Linked DNA regions of Sus scrofa: region 2 is linked to region 1. The links are chromatin contacts, called in public HiChIP or PLAC-seq maps. All regions are on one chromosome and are shown on one strand. Each heading gives the region's core, a stretch centred on a gene start, on an enhancer-like site or on the middle of the called end of the contact. The rest is flanking DNA. Distances are from core to core; before and after follow the strand shown. Region 1 has its middle 24 kb from the start of AFTPH. Region 2 has its middle 41 kb from the start of LGALSL.

Region 1 (5,063 bases), core at 647-3,146:
TTTGTACCCACCCGACTACAGAAAGGCCCTCTGGGGGACAGTCTGCTGGACTACATAGGGCTGACCACGTGGCACTTCATTTCTCACTTGTGTAGATCCTAGGGAAGCAATGCAAGTGCTTTTGGAATCTATAAGGAGAGCAGGGTAGGAAATGAGAAACCTTCGTGCCTAAGGTGGCATGAATAATGGGAACAAAAGATTTTAAATGCAAAGTTCAATCCCTTGTGTTGATTGGGATTCAACTCCAGGGCATAGTGGGGCTTTCAGGATTACAGTGGGTGGCCTCTTACATGAAAGGAATTCAGTGGAACTCTCTTACCCCCAATCATTGTCCCCATCTCATTTGTTTAGCTATACCAAGCCTGGTTCCCAAAAGCAATGTGTCCTCATCCTGTGTAGGCCTCAGGGGGCTACCAATGGTTTTTAAGCAAGAGAACTTCATCATCAAATATGACTTTCAGAGCATTGGAATCAGTGCTGAGGATGGAATTAGAGAAAACAGAGGTGACTAGCCATCCAGATGAATCCTAACCAGTGACTGTGGAGGAGAGAGGATAGAGATTATTTAAGAGATAGAATAATTAGGATTTCTTGGCTGGCTGAATGTGGCACAGAGTAAAAAAATAAAAAATAAATAGCTAGAAAGTTTCTTGTTTAGGAGATTTTGTGAATGATGACACCACCAAAGCAGACTAACAACATAGGAGGAGGAGCATTCTGCAAAAAAGGAGAGATAAAAAGCATGAGGAACACTTTAGTGAAAAGTGCCACATCATGATGTGTCCTGCTACAAGTGCAGGGGACAGATAATGTTGCTAACGAGGGTCACTTGTTGCCGCAATGGTTGGTTGTGAGTTGACCTCCAGCTGCATCCTGTGAGGTTGCTCTGTCTCACGTCCACGGCCGGTCTTACATGCAGATCTCGCCCCATGGCATGATCACTATGGCCATTAGAGGAACTCTGAGACTGTAGGAATGGGGCAGAACAGGCCTAGAGCCACCCTTAGAGACCCACCTAGGAGGCCTCTCCTACTGACAGTGGGCCTGGCGTATACCACTTTCATATGTTCTAAATATCTGGAATTTGGGCAGAAATCTGCGGTAGTGGGAAACTGAGCACACCAGGGTAGATATTCTGACTGTTGTGATCATCCTCAGGCCCTAATCAGACCTCCCAGCCTGAAGGATGAAGAGGGAAGAGGAGTCCTTTCCAAGCAGACTAGTCTTCTCTCCCCACCCCAAACACCTTCTACCCATGTCAGAGCCTCTGCTGCTTCTTCTTCCTTGCCCCCAAATTGTCTTCCTCCTCCACACTGGGCAAGTCTATTGGCCAGGCAGCTTCCTTCTGAATGGCAGTTACTGCCTCCCTCTGGACTTGATAGGCTGTTTGCTGCACAAATAGAAGGCTTTTGTTCAGCTTGGGGTTTTTTTTATATTGATTATTTACTTTCACCTTGTTTTAAATAAAAGTTTGAGGCACCCTGCAGTATAATTTTTTTTTTTTTTAAGATAATGGAAGGACTGGCGGATGCCTTGCTTGGGGCTGACTCCGAGGAGGAAATGTCGAGGCGCCCCCTTCTGGCAGGTTTTGCTCCTGCAGCCTTCTGCTCCGCCGAATGCTGCAGCTTTTGGGAGGCCCTGCGCTGTTTCACGAGGGAGAATCACCCAGCTTCAGAAAACGCTCTCGTTTTCTGAAACAGTGGTCAGTGTCTCCTGCTAGACTGACCATGTTTAAAATTCATTCCATCATTTTCTGCCCTTCTCTCTCACTAGTTCTTGCACAGATCTTCAAACAAATATTAATTTGTTCTTCCGTGGAACATTTCCTGGGCCCTGACGCTGAGGCAGCACTTTGCTAGCAGGGTGAGCTTTCAGGCGAATGAAGCGCACTCCCTGCCCCGGGAGTCCGGCATCAGCAGAGCTGCCCACTTTCGGTAGTAGAGCCCTCGCCAGCCCAGGCTGGGAACAACTCAGAGTAAAAGAGCTCCCCTGTCTAGGGCTCGGACTCAGGCCCGTGGGTAACTTTAGCGTCTATCTAGAATTTTCAGGAAATGGGCGTATTTAATCGGGAGTTACCTTCCTTGTTATCCTGGTCCTTCGTCTAGGCTGAGGCAGAACGAGGCTGCCCCCTGCAGGTGGGAAGAAAAGGTACGCATCCTGAAGGGGGCACTCCTAAGCTCCTCCTAGGTGACCTTCATCGCAGAAGCCTCCTTCCACTGGGCGGAGGTAGACTAGAGCAGCGATGCTTGCTCGACAGGTGAGCCGCAGACGAGCGGCAGGGGCAGCACCTGGGAACTTGTTAGAAAGGTGAATTCTCAGGTCTTACCCTAGTGCTACTGAAAGGCAACTCTGGGAGTGCTAAGTCCCCCCTTAGCAAACCCTCCAGGGAATTCTGATACACCTCAAGTTCGAGAACCACTGGTCGGGAGCGAGCAGCGTAGCCACTTCCAGAAGCTTCTAGATTGCTTGGCTTCGCGAGACTTCGTCTCTCCTGCCTCATATCAGCCTCAGAACCACAGCATTTCAGAGGTACCTACTGCATACCCCTTCCCTTTACAAATAAGAACAATGAGGCGCAAGGGCGTGTGGTTTGCCCAAGACAATCCTGTCAGGGATTCTCCCCTGTGCCTCCCAGATGACACCAGAGGAAAAGGGAGGCCAGGGAAGGTGACTCTCCCAGGGTTCCTAAGACCTACCTGCTCTGGGTTTGGGGGCTCTCTCCTTTCGCCGGTATGTCTCTCCCACGCCGGTGCCTGAAGTACCGGCAGCTGTAGACCCACGGGATGGGTCTCTCTCCATCCCTCGTCTTGTCTTGGGCGGGCGGTGGGGGGTTTGGGGGGGCGGCGTTGATGTTCCCTTCAGCCTTCTCCTTTGCGATTGCCATAGTCCTGCCTGCAACTCATTCAGAGACCAAACAGGAAGGGCCCGGCTGTGAAAGGATCACAGCAGGATTTGGTTTTGTTTTTTATCAATCTCCAGGATCTGTAACTACTTGTCAATCACAGAGAGGTAGGAAGCCACCAGAAAGAGGAAAACACATTCCCTCTCTGCGGGGTCATGGGGTACAGATAGATGTCTTTGCTGGTAAGTGCCAGTGTCTTTTTGGCAGGTTGGAATGAAGGAGATGCTCTGCCTTCCTCTCCTCGAAATGTCCAGATGCTGATTTTCTAGAAGGGTGGTGAGGGGAGGAGAAAGAGAAAAGGAGTTCCTTGGTGGCCTAGAGGTTAAGGATTTGGCATTGTTACTATTGTGGCTCAGGCTGGATCCCTGGCAAGGTCACACCAAGAAAGGGGGGGGGAGAATAGTATCTTTATTAATATGAGAATGTTTGTTAACATCATCAGAGGGGTTTGGTCCCCAAGAGATTATACCTTGAAGACACAGCTCTCTCTCAAAGACTGGTAAATTGATCAGCCCCTTTTCTAAGTGCTGCACTCAGCCACAGAGGGTCCTCCTGTACCTCTCCATTTATTATGGCCTTTGCAACAGGTCCAGTGCTCTTGTGTTTCAAGACATTACTACACATGCTCTTCTGCCCCTTTTCAGGTGGACAGGGCGGAAAGGGACTTTATACAAAGGAGAAGCTGCCCTTCTCACCCAAGGTGGAGGAGTCATTTTTACAGAGGCTTTAGTTGAATGCCGCACCTGAAAATATTGAAAAAGCACTGGGGGGAGATCAGCTAGTAATAGGAGGACTGTCCTTTTTCACATTTGCAGTGGGAGCTCCACTTCCTCTTGGGAGGTGGGCTTTGCACAAGTCTGTTCCACTCAGAGGAGCCTAGGCAGGTACTTGCAGCATGGCTGAACTTGGAGACTAAAATTAGAAGACATTCCATAAACATTAGGTGTTATCATTATTATTATTTTCATGGCCAAGTGTTGCCCAGCAGCTACCAGTTACCAGGCTGCTATATGAGCTGGAGAAATGAGTATATCCACAGCAGCCAGCCTGCCCTGAACTGGGGGCCCCGAACTGGGGACCCCCTCCAAATGTTTTGCTCTGGATAAGAACCCTGTGACCTTTCTGGGATGAGGAAAGGAATCCCTCAGAACGACGAAGACTGAATTTCTCTCCAGCCCTGCCAATGGGAACTCAGAGTCAGACTCTTATGATGATTTCAAGAAAATAATGTAGCTTTCTAACCTGAGATGATAAAATAATGCTCCTTCCCATCCCACCGAAAATTGAAAGAAAGAACCATCTAGACACACAATAGGGTCCTGGCATGAAAGATCTACTAAACATATCTAACTGCTGCAGATGAAATAAATATGACTTTGGAGAGGTGTGGAACAAGAGAGGTGGAAAGGCAAACAGGAGATGGGGTCAGGAAGAAGAAAAATGTACCAGCAAGGATCGTGTTGGAGGACATATCTGGAGATACTAGAAAATGACTATAAGTGCCTCTCCCTATAGGAGCCAGTCCTGAACACATGATCAGAACAACCAAGGTGGGAGCAGTAGACACCATACATCAGAGGGGCTGCTGGTGGCCAAGAGTGGCATGTGGCTCCAAGGAGCCAAGTTTGTCTGCAGTCAAAAATGTTTGAACTCCACAAATCAGCAGCCCTAAATGTGTTAGATTTCTGAAATGTTAAAATCCTGGAAAGGGATTTACTGCTCATCTAATCTGACCCCCTCCATTTCATAAGCGAGGAAGCAGAGACTCGGAAACATGAACCAGCTTGCCCAAAGTCACATTAAACTTGTCAGGATGCTTTCATTCACAGTGACAGAAACACAACTCAAACCAACTTAACATGCAAAAGGGAATGTATTGGCTGGTGTAACGGTGGGGACCACGACTGGTCCCCATGCCAGGGCTGAAACAGAAATTTGCATGTGAACAATTCTAGGATTTGTAGCAGAGACAAGAGGAGAAATAGACTGTTGTCACAGTGTACTGGGAAGATACAGGCAGGCATGAGGCAGCCTGGAATTTACAAGACTTTTATTAAAAACTCATTGTGGTCCATTTCCCAGAACAAAATAAATCAAACATCTGCTTTGCGGGAGGCAGGAAACTGCTTGCAACTCTAAGTGGCACTTTTTTTTCCAAGGA
Region 2 (5,063 bases), core at 1,198-3,697, 74 kb before region 1:
CCACTGCTCCAGGAATCCAGATGTTTCTCAATTCAGCCCTTACCCTTTGGTCTCTTAGCCTCCACATTTCTTTATTTTATTTTTTATTTTTTTGTCTTTTTCTAGGACCACATCCGCGGCACATGGAGGTTCCCAGGTGAGGGGTCGAATCGGAGCTCTAGCCTCCAGCCTAGACCACAGCCACAGCAATGCCAGATCCGAGCCGCATCTGCGACCTACATCACGGCTCATGGCAACGCCGGATCCTTAACCCACTGAGCAAAGCCAGGGATCGAACCTGCAACCTTATGGTTCCTAGTCAGATTCGTTAACCACTGAGCCACGACGGAAACTCCAGCCTCCACATTTCTTTACCCAAATATATGAATTTGTACCCCCACGGTTAAAGGCCTATTTTTTCTCTCTTCCTTTCTATTTCTTTCCAATATTTTATACCTAAAAAAGATATCTATAAAGATACACATATATTTAAATGACATATAAATATAGTATATACTAGCAAGTATAAATTTACCTGTAAATTTATATAGTATATAATAATTAGGCAAATACCTATGAATCCACCATTTAACTTAGTGCCAAATGATCCTAATGAAGTAGAACAATACCAAATGACCCTAATGTCTCAGTTTCCCTCATTCAGGGCACATGATCAGATGGTACTTCCCCACTCCCTTGAAGATATACATGGTCTTGTGACTTGTTCTGGTCAACAGAATGCCACTTCTGGATGTCCTATAAGAGCCAGTGCCTGCTTTGTCACATTCCCTCCCCCCACCACACTTACTAGAGACACAGCAATTGGTGGAGATCCTTTTCACTGGCCCATAATGAACCTTTGTTGTATTTAAGCCATCGAGATTTCAAGGGCTGTTTGTTATGGCAGGATAACTAGCCCCACTGTATCTGAAACTTCATGTATATCCCTTAGTAGTCGTATTCCTTTCCCTCTTTCAAAGAGATAACCAGTGTTAAAACAAGGTCACTCATCCCAATAAGTTATTTTGTTTTGGAAATTGTTATTTTTTATAAACCTCTTATTTATGTCAGTAGTAATGCACTTATTATTGTTACGTTTAAGTGAGTTATTAATTTTTTGAATTCTTAGGTTTAATTTCTAATGTGGTCAATATTGGTTGATATTACTCACTTAAGCAAAAGTTATTTGGGGTCCTCAACAAAATTTCAGAGTGTAAAGGGGTCCTGAGACCAAATGGTTTGAGAACCGCTACTCTAGGACGCAAAACTAAGAATGGAATTTCTAGGTTGGTTTTGCACATCTTTGAATTTTCTGTGTAATGCAACAAGCTCTCCCAAGTGGTTGTACCAAGTCACTCTCCCACCAGAAGCACTGAAGAGTTCCTATAGCAGCACAGACCATCTACCTTCTCTGAAAGCCTCAGGAAGGGGATGAATTTTAAAAGCATCCCCTCCTCCCCTCTGTCTCCACCTGCCCCACACAGGATTTCCAGGTGGACTTCCCAGGTGAACTAGACTTACTGTCCACTTCTTGAGAGGAGGGGGCTCCCTTGGCTCTGGGGAGCACGGCGAGGCTCTGAAGTCAAAGAAATCATGAAATGCCCCAACCCCAGTGGGGAGAGCTGTGGGTTGGGGTTCTGGAAAGGAGAATGAGTTACTGTCAACTGAAGGTCTGCTTATCCACTTTGGGTCTCATTGGAGCCATGCTGATCTTAGACCTCTCTACAATTATAAACATGTAACTTCTTTCCCACTCCTCGTCAAGATCCCTTGGTCCCCCATTAGAGATTTCCTTCCCTGACTCACCTTGCCAGAGCAGTCAGCCAAGGCAGGTTGTCTAAACATCTGTATCCTTTATTTATCCTCTGCAGCCTAAAAAAGCCTTCCAGAGGCCAAGGCTGGCCCTCTGGCTTTAATGGGCTAGAAAGGAGCTTTCCTGGACTTCCCCAGCCCTGTCCTAGAAGAGAGAATCTAGTAAGGCCTGTTCCTCCCTCTGAAATATGAATAGGTAGAGCTGATTTTTGCACTCCATTATTCCAAAGCATTCTCAGTCAAGGACCTGAATAGTTTATAACATTCCTCCTTTGAAAACAAACACACACACCTGGGAATAAATGCATTCATGGGAAGTAGGCTGGCCATGTGTTCAACAGCATGGAAGAATAAAAGCCCTCTTGATTTGCAGAAGCATGTTTACTCAGAACAGTTTTTAAACACAAAAAAATGCTGCTGGGTTGTGTCCACTCCCTTCAATGCCCTCTTCCCTCTGCCCTTCCCACAAATCCCCCACTTCCGGCACAAGCTGGCAGGAACTTGCTGTTCCTCAGGCCTGGGAGGCCTGCCAGAGCCCTCCCATTTTCCGGAGAGATTTTCTTCTATTTCTAAGTAGAGTTGTTTAAAACCGGATGCCACATGGAGCCTGGGCTCCTTGCCCTTCAACCCCCCCTCGCTAACCCCTGGCCCCACCGAGCAGGCTCCTCCTCCCTTCACTGTTGTTGACTTTGGAGCTTGACAGTGTAACCACAGCTGAGCTCCTTCTGTGGAGCAGGCAGGCACAGGCTCCAGGCCAATCGGGGGAAGCTGCCAGAGGAAATTGCACTGGGCAGTGAGGCTCCCCAAAGGCCTTCCAGCCACCTCTTCTCTTAAGGCCCACCTTTCCTTCTCCTCCAGCCTCACTGTCCTAGCATCCTCGGGCCAGAAGAATTAGACCAGCTCCCCCAGCCCAAGTCCCTCAGATGGGGGCAGACTTAAGCCAGCACAAATGACAGATAGTCTAGCTGAAAAAAAACAACAAAAGGAGTGTCAATGGTTTTCATTCATTCTGTTCCAATACACAGCCATTCATTCACTTGTTTTTTATCCAACAAAGTATCTGCCATGTACCAAGTGCTATTCACAGTATTGTGCTGTCACGGATCTTATGTGCTGATAGACATTAGGAATTTTATACAAGGAAGGAAGGAATAGGTTGTTGTTGGAAATATGACAATAAAGCAAGTAATTAGAAGGCTGCTCAGACTCAGAGTATGAAAACATCCTTTGGCCCTGTTGCAATCTTATAGGTGTATCCAGGGCTCCCCAGGCCTGAAGCCCAGATCTAGTAATCAGGAAGGCCGGGAAACCTACCATGAGTATAATGGCTAATGGGAGTGGGAAATTGGAATTGCAGCTTTGGATTTCCCCCAACACATGTGCAGGAGGAAGTGAGCTATCTGAAGCTTGGAGGCGTGGGCCCTAGGCCCAGCAGCAGCAGACCCCTCGGCTCATGTATGGGGAGCAGCTGGCAGTTATGGGGTCTCCCCCAGGCTCAGGGAGGGGCCTTTGGCCTCCTTCCCTGGTGCTATAGGAGCTGTGAATCCATTATACCCACAGGTCATCCATGACAACAGTGGGGGCGGTAGGGGGGATGGCGAGTCCAAAAAGAAACAGCCACTGCTTTCCTCAAGAGCTGTGGTGATACCTACGACTTCGCAAATAGAATTCAGTTTTCCATGGTGAACTAGTCACCTTGTGGGAGCCTTGATTGCTGTTCCTGATTATTGCATCTTAGGCAAGGCCTCTGACATTTTGCTTTCAGTTTCTCTGCATTTGGCTTATCTGTCACACGGATAGCAATCTATAAATATGCATTCATTCATTCGATGAAGATGCACTGCATGGCAACCATGTGCCAGACCCTGTGCGGGATGCTGAGAATGCTCTTTTGGAGGAAAGGCATGGGCCCTGCCCAGAGGGTTGGGATGGGAGTGGCAGCCACCTAAGAAAAGCTCTCATGGAGGAACCAGTGAGCTGAGTGTCTGGGGCAGACAGAAAGGCACTCCTGACTTCCCCAAGGGGCAGGTGAGAGTTCATCCAGTATTGGCTGCACTGTGCTAGGCACTGGGATCTCAAGGGGCTTAGTTCAGGAGGGACAGTAGACTTTCCAAGGTAGGCTCCTGACAGACACAGAGCCAGGAGCTTGGTAGTGAGAGTGAAAAACCTGTACAAAAGCTGGGAAGGGGGAAAGGGCAAGGTTCACAGGAGGCCAAAGAGTGATTCCCAAAGTGGGGAGCCTGAGTGCGGGGGTGGGGAGGTGGCCTGATTGGAAGAGAGCTTTGGACTGAGGGTGGAGATGCCAGAGAGTGTATATGGATAGAAGACTTGCCAAGGAGAGTTTGGACTTTGTCCTATAATAAGAAGGAAGCATGGAGGGTTTTAAAAGCAGGACATGATCAGATTTGAGAGATACACTCACAAACATACATACATGTATTTATATATTACACACACATATACACATATAGCTATCTATAAAGTCAACTAAAATATCTAACTATTCTAAGTATATATACACTTTAATTACATATATGTATATAGTTCACCCTTATAAACCTAGATAAGTTACTATGCTTTTGTTCCTCTATTCAATCTTCCCTAGTCAGTCACAGGCCTGCACATTGCCCAGGAGAATTACGATTATCTTAGCAGAAATATAAAGAGACAAACACAGTTAGTAATCAGTTGGGGTTCTTCCCCTTTCTTCCAAATGATGCTCTCGTGAATCAATAAGCAAGGCTCTGGGGAAGTGAATCTGGAAGAGAACAGAAGAGGGGTAGGCAGAGGACACCCTTCCCAAGGGGACAGGGTGGTAATGGCACAGAAGGAAGCTAGAAATGCAGGTGGACCTGGGGAGGACTGTGCGTGAGTGACTTCCAGCCCCTTGCATGTTCAGAACAAGGGATGGAGCAAAAATGATGCCTATGCCTCTGGCCTGTTCCACGTCTTACCACCAGCAGATCTCCAGCCTGAGCAGAAGAGGTTCAAGTTATACATCGAAAGCTGGCTGAGCACTGTGGTGGTCACACTGCAGAGGGAGGAGGGTGTTGATCCTGAAACTGGTTGAGGTCAGGGACTAGGATAGACCTCACTCTCCCACTCCAAAAATACCCCAGAAGTGTAGTCCCTGAGACTCCACACAAGGGGGAAGATATATGGATATGTGTGTGTGTGTATATATATATATATATTTATACACTCACTTCCTTTCTTCTCTCCTTCACTTAGAGTCAGACCTGCATCATTGTCTGACAGCTCTCCCAGCCTCT

The links. HiChIP or PLAC-seq counts read pairs in DNA pulled down with a chosen protein or histone mark.
Region 2: an H3K27ac HiChIP or PLAC-seq map of skeletal muscle shows a contact between it and region 1. The contact joins two enhancer-like sites. A contact is called at or near these places in 3 of 47 Hi-C or Micro-C datasets (heart right ventricle, skeletal muscle and subcutaneous adipose tissue) and 2 of 2 datasets of contacts at active chromatin or transcription factors (alveolar macrophages and skeletal muscle).

Annotation. Positions count from the first base shown.
Region 1 is chr3:77,444,259-77,449,321 of Sscrofa11.1, reverse strand. No RefSeq gene overlaps it. Among named protein-coding and RNA genes, the nearest start is that of AFTPH, 24 kb to the right of the region's middle. Within about 2 kb of position 1,896, at least 46 of the 83 cell types and tissues checked have an H3K27ac peak or open chromatin away from gene starts, as enhancers often do. A contact at or near this core is called in alveolar macrophages, skeletal muscle and subcutaneous adipose tissue, where this site is marked.
Region 2 is chr3:77,518,320-77,523,382 of Sscrofa11.1, reverse strand. No RefSeq gene overlaps it. Among named protein-coding and RNA genes, the nearest start is that of LGALSL, 41 kb to the right of the region's middle. Within about 2 kb of position 2,447, at least 54 of the 83 cell types and tissues checked have an H3K27ac peak or open chromatin away from gene starts, as enhancers often do. A contact at or near this core is called in alveolar macrophages, skeletal muscle and subcutaneous adipose tissue, where this site is marked.